Regions from separate parts of the Gossypium hirsutum genome. Here all the other regions are linked to region 1. The links are chromatin contacts, called in public Hi-C maps. All regions are on one chromosome and are shown on one strand. Each heading gives the region's core, a stretch centred on a gene start, on an enhancer-like site or on the middle of the called end of the contact. The rest is flanking DNA. Distances are from core to core; before and after follow the strand shown. Region 1 holds the start of LOC107916799 (squamosa promoter-binding-like protein 13A). Region 2 holds the start of LOC107916550 (beta-glucuronosyltransferase GlcAT14A). Region 3 holds the start of LOC107916557 (sphingosine-1-phosphate lyase).

Region 1 (2,884 bases), core at 106-2,605:
TATATCTTAATGAAATTCACCAATACTCGATACATTTTAATGTTCCTTAAACAAAATTTCACATTGAACTTACTTTAGGAAAGAGTTCGCCCTGGTTTGACTTTTAAATTTGTCGTACGATGTGGCTTTTGGAAAATATATATGAGACCTAATGAAGCTTTCTCTACTCCTCCTAGCATCCAAGAAGTAACATGTGAAAGAGAAGAAGAATGATGAAGGAAAATAATAATAAATAATAGCAATATACCCTAAAACGAAATAATAATACAACTTTTATGGTAATCGAATGCTCGATACATATGTCACTGTCACATCATTAGAGTCAGCCCAACCACAAAAAAATGGAAGATATTTAAGGATGAAAAGGCCAATATTACCACAAAATTAGTTTTTTTTTTCTTCAGATGAAAATAATCCGAATTGGAGATTTAAAAAAAACTACATTAATCATTGGAAATGTTAATGAAGGATGATGGAAGCTAGAACTTGTGCTCATGTAGTAGAAATATATATAAAATTGTTGTTCAAATAGGGTGTTTCCTAAAGTAGAGACATTTTCTTTTTCTTTGGAGTTTGAGCACAAGTTGGCACCACCACTTTCATTGACTGAAAAAGGGAAGACTTCATATGGGTCTTTGTTTCTTTTTTTAACCCGTGACATAATTATATCAGTACAACGTGTAGAGGTTCTAACAGAAGAACCCTACCATTTTTACAGAGATTTGTATTGGAAGACCTTTGTATTGTTTGATGGTATATTTTATCACTGAATTATCTAAATTTCATTTCATTTGAAATTATACCATAACAATTAGTAAATAGAAGGAAGTGACTTGAAATCTATACTAAAAATTAAAGGGACAGTTAAAGAAAAAGAAGCTAAAAGGATACCTTAGAGAGAATCCCAGAAATCTAGCAGAGGAGGGGAAGAATCTTATCTTGGGAAGTTGTGGACTGGGAGTTTGAGTGAAAAGGAGAGGGAGAAAAGGGGGGAACTGTGGAGTGGAGGAAGTAGTGTTAAACAAGTTGCAAAAGAAGAGAGGAGTTTGGATGGGTAGCCATTAAAAAAAAAAAGGTTGGATGAAAAAGAAAAAAGAGTTAGAAAGCAAAGAGAAAGGGGGTGGGATTGAGGGATTGCATGAAAATGGAAGTAAAACAAAGAGAAATGGATAATGGTATTCAAGTGATGGAGAGAAAGAAGGAGAGATAAAGCATGAAAAAGGCAAGAACCGGGGGGGGGGGGGCAGGGGGTTGATCTTTCTTTCCAACTCTCTTTCAGTCTTCACTTCCTTTTTTAGGTTTAGAGCCTTGAAGCAAGTATTTATTGTAATAAAAATATTCAGATTTAGAAAACTAGTGGAGTGGGCAGGAAAAAGGACCAAGGTTGTAGCCAATGCTTTAAATCTTGTGGACTTTTCAAAACAAATTTCACTCTTCATTCTTTCCTTCATGTTTCTTTGTTTCATCCTTCCTTCTTGTCTATTTACTCTTTACCTTCCTTTCATTTCTTTTTCCTTACAAGTGTCTCAATTCCTTTATTCTTATTATTAAATTTATTTGATAATGAGATTTTAAACATTTCTTCTAATAAAAATCATTAATAAATTAAGTATTAAAAAAATAAAGATATTATTCATAAAAATTTAGGCTCCGTTTGTTTTACTGAAAAAGACTTGTAGAAAATGATTTACTTTTTTAGAAAAATTAATATTTTTTGGTATTTGGATGAATCTATGTAAAATATTTTCTGTTATTTTGTAGATTTCTTTAAAATATTTCATAAAAGTTGTTTTTAATTAAACAAATATATATTTGAGATTTTCTTCTTCTTTTTTTTGCATTGTTTAATTGAATTTATTTTTATCTATACTTTTATTTTTTACATTGTTTTTGCATATATTAAAAATATTATGTTAAATTCAGATTCATTACAACTTTATTTTTTTACTTAAATGACTACTAAGTAAGTATTTTTTATTTAAAAATGTGACATCAACAAAATTGACAAAAAAAATTAACGATGTCAACAATTGGACTTGATTTTTAAATTTGAAAAGTAAAGGGACTAAATTCTTGAAAATAAAAGTACAAATACTAAATTATAAGTCCGTGAAATGTACATAGGCTTATGACATATTTTAACTTTTATACTATAAAATATTTATTATTAATATATTTACAATTGTAATAAATATTTATTAGTAAAATATTAATATTGAATATTTTCAATAATATGTGAATAGTATTATTTAAAATTATTATTTTATCTTGAAACTTTATTTTCATTTCTTTTTTTCATTAACTTTCTTTTAAATATAATATTTTATAACCCTTGATACAAAATTGGTTAAAGAAAATGGGAAAACCTTTAAAAAGAACACTTTAGATTTACTCTTATTGTTAACAATATAATATTTCCCTCAAGGTACATAGACATAGTGCTCAAAGTTGGTCTTTGAAATTGGAAATTAAATCTAGAGTTAAAAAATATAGCTTTGAAAATTTCAATTGTTCAATGAATAATTATATAAGAAAAATTATGAACATTTAATTTTTCATAAGAAAAAAATGTGAAAGAAATTAATTGAACTTTTTTTTGTTACATTGATAATGATTTTTTTATAAACTTATTAAGTGGTTATTATGTGTTCTATTTATTTTTAATTTTTAAATCCGCAATAAGCAATAAGTATCACTAATAATCTGATTTAGTGTTAAATCATTTACCAAATTAAGTAAAAACTAAAATTATGCTAGTCAAAGTAAAAATTATTTTTTTACAAATATTAAATTATTTATATAATTTTATTATATATTATATTTTTAAAATTTATATTTTCTATTATTTTTAATAGTGTTTAGTTAATTTATAACACCAACTTCT
Region 2 (2,884 bases), core at 216-2,715, 360 kb after region 1:
TCTAAATTTCCACCATACTAAGTGCCTAAGGCTAAGAGTTCTTTGAATTCTTTGCTCAATTTCCACTCTTTCACACCGATTTTCTGTTACTCTCCAAACTCTTCTTTTCTTCTCTAAATTTTTCAAATGTTCTAGTGATAGAAAAATGCAAGGTTTGTTCGTTGATCACTATAGAGGTGTTATTGCTTTGATCTTTGTGTTGTTGTATCCTAGGAGACTTTCAACCAACGTTTCTCCAAGTACTGTAGGAGCGGCCGAATCTGTCTTAAGGAAACTGTGTTTCACAGGCCTCAATGTTTAGTAAAATCTCTTTTCTTCCTTTTATTTCAATTTTGTTACTATTTTGATTGTTTTTCGTATTTGACAAATTAAATATAAATAATTTTATTTGATTTTATTTTATATGTGTTTATTTATATTTAATTATTTTGTTAGCTAACGTGTTTTGTCCAACAAAACAAACTCCCAAAAGTCAAAACTACTCAAAACAGTGTAGTGACATGGATCTGAGACACTTTTTGTGGCACAAGTCCCAAATTGTGCCGATACAAGTCCTTAAAACTATATCAAATTGCTCTTTGTTTGACTTGTGATACCATTGAAGCGAAAAGTCCAATGTCTTTTTCCAGATCGATACCTTTGTCGATTTTGGTCTGATTGATTTAACCAATTGATCCGATGCAATTTAAGCTTTTATGATTTTTTAAAATAAATTTTATAAGCTTATATCAATTTTAATATTTTTTATAATTTTTAAGAATTCTAATACATTTTTATAATATATTATTATTTTAAATATGTTTTATTAACTTTATAATTTTTTATAATTATTAGGATTTATTAAGAAATTTATAACTTTTTTTATAATATTTATAAGTTAATTTTATAATTTTTATAAGTTTATATAATTTTAATAATTTTTCTTAATATTTTAAAATTTTATTTTTTTAATATTTTCTATGGGTAAAATATTAGATTAATAAGAAATTGTCACGTATTATTATTTAATTGATTCATTAATTTATTTTAAGTAGTTCATGAAGAAAACTATTAGTGAATGAGCTTAATTAATTATTTTAATTAATCACATAGATTTAATTAAGTGCAAATTTAATACAATAATTTAATTCAATTTTTTTTGTATTTTCTTAAAGGGCTTCTTTTGTTGTCATGTAAGCCTAATAATAACAAATAAATAAAATAAAAAATCAAATAAAATTTAAAAAGACTTCATAAAGATGTAAGAAAGCAGAGGGGTTAAAGGAGCAATTAATTTGCTCAAAATTTCTGAAATAAGGACTAAAATAAAAGGTAATGGAAACTAACAGGGACTCATATTGGAAATAGACCTTGCGACAACCCCTCACTGCAACATATGGATACGCGGAGGGACTTTCACGAAAATTCCCATTAACTCAAAAAAAAAAAAAAACTGAAAACTAACTCTTTTTTTTTCATCCCAGAAAAGCGTTTTAACTCCTTTGTTTTTGCTGCCAGTTCTCTGCTCCTCTGTCTGTTTAGTTTCCGGCAACGCTGGCCGCCGGAGAACCCAACGGTTCTCCAGTCTCCGACGGTGGGCATGGTGGCCGAACAAGAATGTTTGATTTTTCTTTTTTTAAAACATTTTCTTCATATTATTTTTTCTGTTTCCTCTGTTTCTGTTTGCTGTCTATCTCCGGCGAGGCTCCGCCGCCGGAGACCCAAAAGTCTCCTGTTACAGGCAGCGGGCCATCGTGGCCGGTAAATAAAACCCTCCTTTTTTTAAAAAAAAAGTTCACATTTCCTTTTCTCTACATTTAAAAGAAAACGAAAGAACACAAGTTTTTACTCTTTTAAGAGCTTTTGCTTTCGGAAAATGGAAGGATTTCTCCTTTCTCTGTTTTTGGCTTCTCGATTCGGTGGAATAGCTTAACCATAATTGAAGGTGGAGAATCTGATGGTGCCAACACATACAAAGATAGTCAAGTCTGCAAATGCTCACTGTGCAAGAATTCCAGAGGTGGTTCCACATCACATTCACGATCGACTGTTTTAGGGAACACATTCTGTTTCCGACTCCTCTTCCCTCCGGCCTCCACACAGTAGAACTAAGGTTATTATTTTTTATTTTAACGGTTTTTCCGATTCCAGGCTCATGCTGGCTTTATATTTTCCGGTTCAATGTATATAATTGAACCGTCGGTCCAACCGGTTTCAACAGTTACTACTTTTAGATACAAGAAAACAACAAAATGCTTTAATAATTTTTATTGACATCAGAGAGAGAGAGAGAATTCGAGAGGGAAAAAAGAGGGAGAAACTTTACTGTCTGACCTAAATTTTATTATAATCGACTATGGTGTTAAGTCTTCTGAAATCAAAGATCCCCAAATACCCATTTCCTGAAACATTTCAAAATCCATATTCGATTCGGGTTTCCTCCTTTGATCATCAATAAATCCATATGCTGAAGAAACTTCAATCATTAAATCAAAAGCTACAGTTTTTGAGGAGCTTAAAACACTAGGGTTATGGGAGCTGAAAAGAAATGGCTTTTCACTCTCTTTTTGACAACAATTTTCTCCATTCTCCTCCTCTTACTTTACTCGATCTCTGTTTTCAGCTCCCCTAGACTTTTCCCTTCTCAAGTCCAACATGGTCTTCATTCTCCACCAGCTTTTGCTTACTATTTATTTGGTGGAAAAGGTGATAAGGATCGGATCTTTAGGCTACTACTTGCTGTCTATCATCCCAGGAATCGATATTTGCTGCAACTTGGTGCTGACGCTTCCGATGAGGAAAGGTATAGGTTGGTTTTGGCTTTGAAATCTGTGCCTGCTATTAGGAGCTTTGAAAATGTGGATGTTATAGGGAAGCCTGATAGGTTTTCTTCTATGGGTTCTAC
Region 3 (2,884 bases), core at 226-2,725, 270 kb after region 1:
TTTCAATAAGAAATGAACTAAATTGAAATAATTAATTAATTAAATCAATAAATGCTTCACATTTAATCACATGATTTTATTCCAATGGTCATAATTTCTCCCATCAAATAGATATTATTTGTTCATGACATAATGGCAATTAAGCCATTTTCTCAAAAAATGATAAAATTACACTTTAGTCCCTATATTTTCACCACTTCTCAATCTAGTCCATATATATATATAATTTTTCTACTCCACCTGTCAATTCATATCCATGTCACATTCATAAAAAACTATTTATTAAAAATTTTATCATTTTTCTAAAATACTAAATTTGTACTTTTAGTCCATCTTTCACAAATTTCCAATTTAATCTTTATTGAAAATTTACTATTTATGCTTTCCTTTCTAATGTCAAATTTGGACTTTACTATCATTATTGGGAAATTTTGTTATTTATTTTTTTTCAACACTACTATTAGTGCCCTTTGAGATTTTTGGGATGTTACATATATGATATGTGGTAAAATTAGAAGTGGAGAATACAAGAATTACTGGAAGAAAATGCAAATCTGGGTTTTCTTAGAAATGGGTTTTTGTTGAAGGATCAAGAAGGGTTGTAAAAGAAATTTAATAAAAAATAATTAAGAAATACATTATATTAATAATATATATTTTCGTTTTAACAAAAAAATAGTTTATGAAAATATAGATCAAGCCACGTGGCTTTATTTGATTGGCCGCCAGATTTTTTTTATTTCTGTTAAAAGTTGGACCAAAAACCATAACAAATCAATACTTTAGGTATCAAATTGGGTAAAAAAAAAGTTTAAAGTACCAAAGTGGATAATAAGTATACTTCAAGGACGAAATTGTAAATTATATCTTATAAATATTAGAGTTTGAGCATATCATCAATCCCACCTGACCTTTCCTTCAAAATAAAAAGGGGTAAATTTCACCATTAGTTCCTAAGTTGTAGGTAAGTTATCGTTTTGGTCACTTAACTATTCGAAATATATGCTATATGACTTTCTCTGTTTACACTGTCTACACCAATCAGAAGCTCTATTTCCCCTTCTTTTCTACAGTTCGATGTTATCACGTTTAAAATCATAGTATGTATAAGTCGAACTTCTAAAATAATATATTTGATATTATCTCATTTTTATTTCTATATTTGAATGAAATTTAAACTCTTGAAATACAACTTATTAAAAAATATTTATGTAAATGTCATGGGGATTATTGGATAATATTTCACACTCAAGTGAGAATAAGTAAATGATATTTTTTAGGTAGAATAACATTCCAAGTTCAATAATTTGTGAAATAAATAAATAATAATAGATGATGAAATGCAATTCTGAAAACATGCTCATACATTGCTGGTTAAAACATTTTGATTAGAATAATTCATGAAATAAATTAAAGAAAAATAATGATTGCAATTATTAGAGGAATAATTTAGTTTTGTAGGAGGAACCAGGAAAGTCGAAGGAAAAGTGAGGCAACGTCACGCATTCCACCCCCGCCAAAACACAAGGGACGTGCCTTGCACGCGATTACCAACCCCAACATTATAAACCCTTTCACATTTCCTCTCTTCTTCCTAAATTTTTCAGGAGGAAACAAAGATGGATTATTCTTCTTCTTGGTTGAATTCATTCTTAGTTCGCTTCAGACTTTCTGCCAATCTCTTCCTTTCACAATTCGAACCTTTGGCTCTGCTTCTCGCCCCTCTGCTCACTCTATTTATTGCCCGTCTACTTCACTCGCTCCTTTCCGTTATTCACGAGAAAGGCCTCAAAGCTACGGTCTTAGCCTTATTCATGCGTTCCATCAAGTAATCTATTAAAATTTATATGTTTTATTTTATTTAAGTTTCAGAGCGGAAATATTCATTTTCATTGACTAATCAATTTGTTCTCCATTTTGCAAAAAAACACCTTTTTTACAAAAAAAAGGTTGGTTCCTGGTGTTCAGAGTTATATTGATGCAGAGAAACAAAAGGTCAGATTATATATATTCTTATAATTTAAGGCATATTTATTGATTTTTTTAAAAATGATTTATACACTCAGTTTTATTCGTGCTGCGGATTAATGCTTAGTTTTGATTCTTTGCTAACAATAGGAATTTATTTTTCTTTTTGTTTGGGCAATGAATGAAAGAATATATTGTAACTGGATCAGGAATAACTGGAAGCATTTAATACGCGTCCGCTGAGTTGCATTCAAAGCATTTGTTAGTGTAGTAGTATTATGATGCTATAAAAATTCCAACGCTGGCCGCTACTATTGTTTGTGGATATCTGAAAACACATTAATGGCTTGCATTTTATAGTATGGTACGGTTCCTTGGATTTGTTTGATTTCTTTTATTTGGCATCATAGAGGGCCTTACTCTATATCAGTGAATGATTAGTTCATTTCTTGTATTACAGTTATAGTCGCCGGCGCTATTTAGAATTTTCTCTCTGATTGATATAATTTTTTTTACATACTTTTTGTGCATTTAATAAGGGAACTCATAAATAGAATTTTAAAAAAAAGGGCTTGCAGTTTGGGTTGTGAGACTGTAGTGTAGCACTCTTTTGCTTTTTTGGTGTTTGTCTAGATGGAAATGTACTGTGTATTTGTTTAAACTATGCATGAGTGCTACTGTGTATTTGTTTAAACTAAGCACGAGTGCTGCTTTCATTAAACTGTAAGAGCAAAAGAGAGATAAATAATGTTGGAATATTGGTGTAGAATAGCCAAAGCCTGAATGACACCATCAGGGATGTTGTTTATTGATTATATAGTGAATTCAGTGGAAGTGTTTCTTACATCGTTTAACTATTATATTTTAAACTCCTGTTGGATGAAATTCTGCGGAAGTGCATAAGTATTCATTATAA

The links. Hi-C and Micro-C count contacts between places; a contact is called where the count stands out from the background.
Region 2: a Hi-C map of leaf shows a contact between it and region 1, with 2.2 times the contacts expected there. The contact joins the promoter of LOC107916550 here to the promoter of LOC107916799 in region 1. A contact is called at or near these places in 3 of 34 Hi-C or Micro-C datasets (all in leaf).
Region 3: a contact with region 1 is called in a Hi-C map of leaf, with 3 times the contacts expected there. The contact joins the promoter of LOC107916557 here to the promoter of LOC107916799 in region 1. A contact is called at or near these places in 19 of 34 Hi-C or Micro-C datasets (anther, callus, fibers and 4 more).

Annotation. Positions count from the first base shown.
Region 1 is chrA01:93,608,861-93,611,744 of Gossypium_hirsutum_v2.1, reverse strand. It overlaps LOC107916799 (squamosa promoter-binding-like protein 13A), which reads right to left and starts at 1,355. Exons shown (of 4, transcript XM_016846173.2): 1 at 892-1,355.
Region 2 is chrA01:93,246,519-93,249,402 of Gossypium_hirsutum_v2.1, reverse strand. LOC107916550 (beta-glucuronosyltransferase GlcAT14A) reads left to right here and starts at 1,465. Exons shown (of 5, transcript XM_016845824.2): 1 at 1,465-2,092; 2 at 2,603-2,884. The coding sequence starts at 1,974.
Region 3 is chrA01:93,337,979-93,340,862 of Gossypium_hirsutum_v2.1, reverse strand. It overlaps LOC107916557 (sphingosine-1-phosphate lyase), which reads left to right and starts at 1,475. Exons shown (of 15, transcript XM_016845829.1): 1 at 1,475-1,828; 2 at 1,950-1,995. The coding sequence starts at 1,620.